Regions from separate parts of the Arachis hypogaea genome. Here region 1 is linked to region 2. The links are chromatin contacts, called in public Hi-C maps. All regions are on one chromosome and are shown on one strand. Each heading gives the region's core, a stretch centred on a gene start, on an enhancer-like site or on the middle of the called end of the contact. The rest is flanking DNA. Distances are from core to core; before and after follow the strand shown. Region 1 has its middle 9.4 kb from the start of LOC112721114. Region 2 holds the start of LOC112720509 (OVARIAN TUMOR DOMAIN-containing deubiquitinating enzyme 7).

Evidence for each region. Hi-C and Micro-C count contacts between places; a contact is called where the count stands out from the background.
Region 1: a contact with region 2 is called in a Hi-C map of leaf, with 2.7 times the contacts expected there. The contact joins the enhancer-like site here to the promoter of LOC112720509 in region 2. A contact is called at or near these places in 2 of 8 Hi-C or Micro-C datasets (both in leaf).

Annotation. Positions count from the first base shown.
Region 1 is chr11:20,597,730-20,601,052 of arahy.Tifrunner.gnm2.J5K5, reverse strand. No RefSeq gene overlaps it. Among protein-coding and RNA genes, the nearest start is that of LOC112721114, 9.4 kb to the right of the region's middle. Within about 2 kb of position 2,047, at least 3 of the 3 cell types and tissues checked have open chromatin away from gene starts, as enhancers often do.
Region 2 is chr11:20,005,533-20,009,023 of arahy.Tifrunner.gnm2.J5K5, reverse strand. LOC112720509 (OVARIAN TUMOR DOMAIN-containing deubiquitinating enzyme 7) reads right to left here and starts at 2,036. Exons shown (of 12, transcript XM_072206580.1): 1 at 1,787-2,036; 2 at 793-899. The coding sequence starts at 1,843.

The sequences.
Region 1 (3,323 bases), core at 798-3,297, 590 kb before region 2:
GTTTGGTGCTTGATCTGCAACGAGCTCCTACAATCACAGCTGTAACTTATCCCAACTTGTTGCATGATTAATTTTGCTTCATCCCTTTATTGTATTTGAGGATTAAGTTTTTTGATAATTCTAAAAAAGGGAAAAAAAAAAGGGGTCAGAACACTTAACAATATAAAAATTTAAAATAGAATTTAAATTTTTAATATTTATTTAAATGAACTAATAGATAAAAATAAAAATTAGTATTAGAGAAGGGAGATAATGACCTTTCTAACTTGCTCATCTTTAATTTATATATAAAAAATTGATTATTGTATAGTTTAATCCTTCTAATTTTATTTCTTTTTTCTCTTATCAAGTTATATATTATATGTTAGTCTTCACCATTAAAATACTCTAATTTTATTCACTGATAAATTAATTAATAGACTAATCCAATTTAATTAACTTGGTCTAATTAATCATTTGATAAAGTCTGCAATTCCTTCAATATTTTTCTGAAAGGCTCATAACTAAGACAAAGTTGTGCCATCCCTTTTTATTAGAACCCTGTTTTGGAGACTACTATTTGTGATTCTGTTGCTTCAACAGTTTCACCTCAGCTCCTCGAGGTAAGTTGATGCACATAATCCGTCGTGCCAGTGTGCCTCATAGTTCAAGTAATGTTTAGTTGGGTTGGTGTTGTTGATGTGGAGATCCGAAAATCTTTGGCGGATTCATCCCCTTCGTCCGATATACTGTGACTTGCTCTGACTCTCTTATTGTGTTGGTTTGTGCATCATTCTCGCTCGTGCTGCTGTACTTGTGTTAATTTGGCGACATTCTTGACCGAATTGCTTTGCATTGCAACAGATAGACAGCTCACCCCTTAGACAAAATCGACATCTTCAATGTTTAAACACTCCACAACAAAAGAATCGGTTGCATTTCTTTTGTGCACTTTTTTAGATTCATGTCTATAACAAACATGTTTTTTTCCATCTGAACCCTTTATATATTTTACATTAAATTTGATTGGTGAAAAAGAGTAAAAGTCTAAAACTCCAGTAAAGTACAATGCTACACCTAAAAAGTTTCCTTAATTAGTTCGTTCATTATATAGTTTCATGGGAATAAAAAGGAAAGATATAATTTTAAAAAAATTTTATTTTTTTTTAATAATTTAATTTCTTATTTTAATTTAGCTAAGTAAAAATATTGACAAAAAAAATTGTACCTGACGAACATAATTTTTAATTAGGTGAATAGAAATTTATTTTTCTTTATAATTTGGACATGGTTTATATTTCTTTTTTTTTTTTTTGGTCATGTACATGGTTTATATTTCGGTCTAGCCATCCAAATTTATTGAAATCAAATGCTTTGCACAAAAGAAAGTTGAACAATAATAGATTATCTACATTCTCTTTTTTCTCCATTCACAATGCGTATTACGAAAGCATACAAAAAAAGGAGCCCAAAATTTTCTGCCCAGTTCCACAGCCTATGTTTTGAGCCCAACATCCAATACAACATCCTTTAATTTATGGCTAATTAACCTAGTCCAAAAAAAATGATGGCTAATTAAATTTTCTTAACAACCTATTGAAAATCGATACATCACAATCACTGCATCACCATCACATATCATAAACGTGTCTCCCTCCCACGTCGACATGTACAGACAGCATTTGATGTTTTTTTTCCCGTATATCAGCATCACAGAATTTCTCTAAAAGAAAGTTCACATAATCATATGGGGTGAACACTGAGGAGTTTAGCATGGTCTAAATTCCAATTAAATCATAACAAATTGTCCAATTTTGCTAGCAGTTCTTAATGTCCCTTAAATATGCTTTTGACCACATAAATGCTAGAATACTAGTTTTGGTCTTTATCGGATGGATTTTATGCCAAGTACTCCACCATTTAATTCTTTTTAGAGTAATAATAACACATTCACAAAAACAATCTTAAGTCAAAAATATATTTTGGAAAAATACTATAAGGTTAGTATTCCGACACAGGCCTAACGGGCTCAACCCAAACTCACTCAAATAAAGATGAGTTGAACTGGACTTTCTTATGCCACCTGGTCCAACGAAGGGGTCTTTACTTCCCTTAGTTAAAAGATTTACTCACTACATCGGTTATCACCACACAATTAATTACCATCCCACCTCGCATAACTTCCTAAATAGTGGGAAAAATAACCGCCCACTATTATCAGAAAATGATTCACTTTGGCACTTTGCCGATGATTCATCATTTCACTCTATAAATATAAAAATATTTTAAATATTTTTGTCCAACTTACATTATATATTGCTAAAATTCTTATTAATTTAAATATTAAAATTCTTTACGGTGGCTAGACTCTTGTTTTCATACCCATTTTTTTCCTTTCTATTTAAAGTACACCTTAAAACAGTTAGTATTTTTTGTGAGAAAATAAAAATTCGTTAGCGTTAATTCAAATGCGATATATATATATATTATATATATATATATATTTTTTTTAAAATTTTTTAATATACTCCTAACGTTTAATGTAATTTAATTTTGTCTTTTTCATTTGTAATAAATTTTAATTTTACTTTTATTGTTAATTTTTTTTATTGTCATCAATTAGTCAATTTTTTTATAATTTTACTCCTATTCTAACTCCAACATTACTCTCTCTTTAAAAAAAGGCGCACTACTTTGGCTGATTCTCTCTCTCTCTCCCGTTGAGGTAAACCCTAAAACTTCCTTTGAGAGCCGCCGCCGCCGCCTCAATCTAGGCTGCGGTGGCCCTCCGATGCTCCTATCTCCCTTTACCTCTTCTTCTTTGCTCCTGTCTTCTTAACTTTTCTTCCTTTTTGTCTCTTCTGCCTCCGCTTCTTCCTTTTCCTTTCTCCTTCTCCTTTGTTTGTGTTTTTTATTCACCTCCACCCATTTTGTTCCGTCTCCTCTTTAACTTCTCCTCTCTTTTGTCTTTGCTTTCCTATTTCTTGCTTTAATTTCTGTTTTCTGCTTTTCTTTTAGAGATCTAGATTTGAGATCCAGATCTAGATCTAAAATAATTTCCTTCGGACCTGAACTTAGCTCTGTGTTCATGTTTGTATAACCCATATGTGGTTTTTTCCCTTTGTTTGTGGTGGCGTTTTGGTTCCCGTTATGGTTGCTGGTGGTGTTCTGATGATACAGATCTGATCTTGCTTGCGAAATAAGAGTGTCAACCGAGTTATGTCCTCAGAGGCTGAACGCCCAATCTCTCGAGTTCGATCCTTTCCTTTGTCTTGAGATGCGAAAGTATGAGCAATGAAGAGGAGGGGGAGTGTACCTGCAAAGGCACTCCGAAGTTTAAGTTA
Region 2 (3,491 bases), core at 787-3,286:
ATAATATACTCGGACATAATTGATTCATCTGATTGCAAACACCAATTGCCACTAGACTACCTATCAACAAACAAAAAGAAGTGGAAGGGGCTTTCCAAGTAGGGGTTGGTAACTGGGAAGGATCTTCTTAGAACTGTGGGCCTTATTCCCACCCAAAAGTCAACTCAAGGGAGAAAGATCACCTTTATAATGATAAAAGCTCTCTAAGCCCTTTTCGTGCATAGCCAATGGGGGATGAACTAAAGCACCCACAAACGCAGGGTTATATATTTTGAAGTAGTTCACAGAACTGTGCTTCTCCAAGTAGTCCAATATAAATAATGATACCATCTTAACATTTTCGTGTAATTTCACCCAAAGAACTAGCTCAAGGGAAAGAATTGCCCCAGTGATGATACCCTTCAAGCATTGTGGAATTCAATAAAGCTAAGAGCACTAGAGCAGATAATGCCAAAATCTCATAGGCTTAACCTAACCTCAGATTTAGCATAAGAACAATGAGGGTGGTATTATATTATTTTCTGTACTAGTACCATCTCCAGTTTATTTGATTTCTCACTTTAAGAGATATGCAGAAGAGCAAAGAAACTCAAAATCAAGGCTTATTTATAAAGATTTTTTACTAAAATACTCTTATATAATTTTTAACATCTAATTAGTTCATCCTATTAAGCTCACATTCCTTAGTCAATAACGTGCTTAAAACCATATGATGCGCAAAATTAGAAAACTAATAATAACTTTTTCTTTAATATAAGAGAATCACAGATAAAATCAACTAAGAAGGCTGACCTGAAGAAACAATTACCATCTGCTGTTATGTCAACAATGCGCAGGCCCAGTGCATCCAACTGACTCCGAAATTGTGAAGTATCAGCTGGTTTCCCGGGCTTCTTATTCTGTTAAAAAAAAATGGCAGCACATTGATTCTTAGAAGCATTATGAAATCATAATTGGATTATTTACTTAAACAAGTTAATTGAGGAGGTTACTTAATCAAAAGAACAAAGCATCCATGCGCGCGCGCACAAACATTCTCATCATAACATCGTATGCTTAACCTTCGAAAGTCATTAAGCACCGAAAGATTTGACACATCTTGACAAATACAAACTTGACACTATGGATGTGCTTGTTTTAACTTTCTCTGACAAAACTTTTTCACATATTTGTATAAATTTAGAAAATAACCAGAATGTAAAAAAAATAAAAATCAGTTTTTGAGCTTTTTCCTTCTTTTTGGATTTTGGTAAAAGCTAAACAGGGTAGCTTCTAACTAAAATCAGTTTTCAACATTCTTACAAATTTATTAAAAAAAATTCAAGTTGTAAAATCACTATTTTGAAAATCAGAAACAAATGCACCCCTATATCAGTGGCCAACTATCATAAGTGAATATAGATGTCATCTCAGCATCTTTATGTGAATTTCATCTAATCTTATCTAATTATATTACAAAAAATAGAACATAGATAACCACTGATTACAAGTACTCTAAAATCTAAAAAATTATTCAGTACACTTACACACACTCTAGGAAGCACAAGTTTCATAAGCTAGTCACTTTAAGCAACAGTGCAACTCACCGCTAAACTAAACCCAAAACGAATAAGGAAAACAAATAATAATAATAATAATAATAATAATAATAAATTAACAAAAAGAAAATCCAAAAACAAATTGATTAATGTGCATAACTTGTAGTTAAGGTTGATGCAGCAAACGCACGAAAGAAGAACGAAGAATCAAAAAATTTATAGAAGTTGAGGAAGGTGATGGCGGTTACTTGCGGGTGGTGTTGTTTCTTGTGGGATATCTTCCTCTGTTGTTTTGGCTTAACCATATCCTCTCCTCGTACAGAATCGAAAAACCAGAAATTGCTTGGGATGCCGGTGCGAGTACGAACAAGACCCAACCCTGGAACCAGTAATAAAGCAATGTGTACAAAATATTGTTATGGGGCTTTTGGTTTTGTAAATGGTATGGGTTGGGTCCTTTGTTACCAGTTCAATGTTTTATATTAGAGAAAGTATTGGGAACTAAAACTAGTTGTGTACCATGTGTATAATGTGTACAATGTATTAAAAAAAATTATAATAAAAAATTAGATGATTAATTAATTATTTAATTTTAAATTTTAAAATTTGAAAAATTAGGATTAGTATTTAAATTCATTCACACTATGTACGAATATTTTTAATCTTATCGTAACTTTCAATATACGTTCAAAACTCATCACTGAATTTCTCGTCGGCCGACGCCGCCGCATCACACCCTCCTCACCTTCATCGGTCAGCCCGATGCGCCTCGCCCTCCGACGCTCAGCCTAACGCTGCCGCTTTTTCGCGTGCCTCTCTTCCGAACCGGCTTCGCTTTCCCCCATTCCTTCAAGCCTTTTCTCGCCGATGATACTACCATGCTCTTTTTCTTCAGATCCAAGCATGGTTAGCTTCTTTCAGATTTGGGCCCTATGCTTCACAACAGTGCCGCTTTCGTCATGCCTAGTCCTTCAAAACTATGTTTCTTCTTCTTCTATTTTAATGGTCAATTTAGAATGGTCATTTAGTAGGTATGTTGATAGTTATTTTAATTTTTATATAGATGATTATTTTGATTGGATTGGGTTTAATTATATATAATTAAAATATGTTAGATGTTCAGTCACAAAAAAATATATGTTAGATGTTCAATTCATTAGGTATGCGGATGATTATATCCTTAAGTGGATGATTATTTTTACTAAGGGTGAGTGGCATGTGGCAAGCCAAGTAACGACAGTGAAATGGGATGATTATTGATGAAGGTTGGGTGGCCACCGGTTGAAAAAGAAGAGAGTATTTGAGTAAAATACTTTAGTAAATTAGGATTTTAGATGGTTATTTTTTTAAAATAACTAATTGAATTTTTTAAAAATTTAAAATTTAAAATTAAAAAATTTAAAATTTAAAATTTAATATAAAATAATTGAATGAAAGTTTTTAAATTTATTATTTATTTTTATTTGACTAAATAACCAATCCATTGTACATATTATCAAGATTCCTTATTGATTCCGTAGCAAATTTATAAAAGATAATAACATCAAATGGGTTGAGCAAGATTGGATTTAACATTTAAAAAACATTTTTTTGTAATGAAATAAATTAATTAATTATTTTCCAATAGAGTAAATACACAAATATCGTCTTCCTATATTTACATATATAGAGTAAATATTCTTTCAATCCTTAACCATTTCTTTGATGTCTAAACAAAAGATAAAACTAAAATAAACTTAGTCTAAATCAAAACTCATAACTTGTTGAAAAATAACACTACGTTCTAACCTAATCATATGATTAGGATTATTCCTTGTTTAATATTTAGTTATTCAGTCCGTCATTTTATTTGTTTTTTTAGCTTTAGAATCAACTTGAACATACCAAGATTTAGACAAAAGTTTTTAAATTTTGTGAACTAAATCAACAACTTCATACATATACCTACCACTA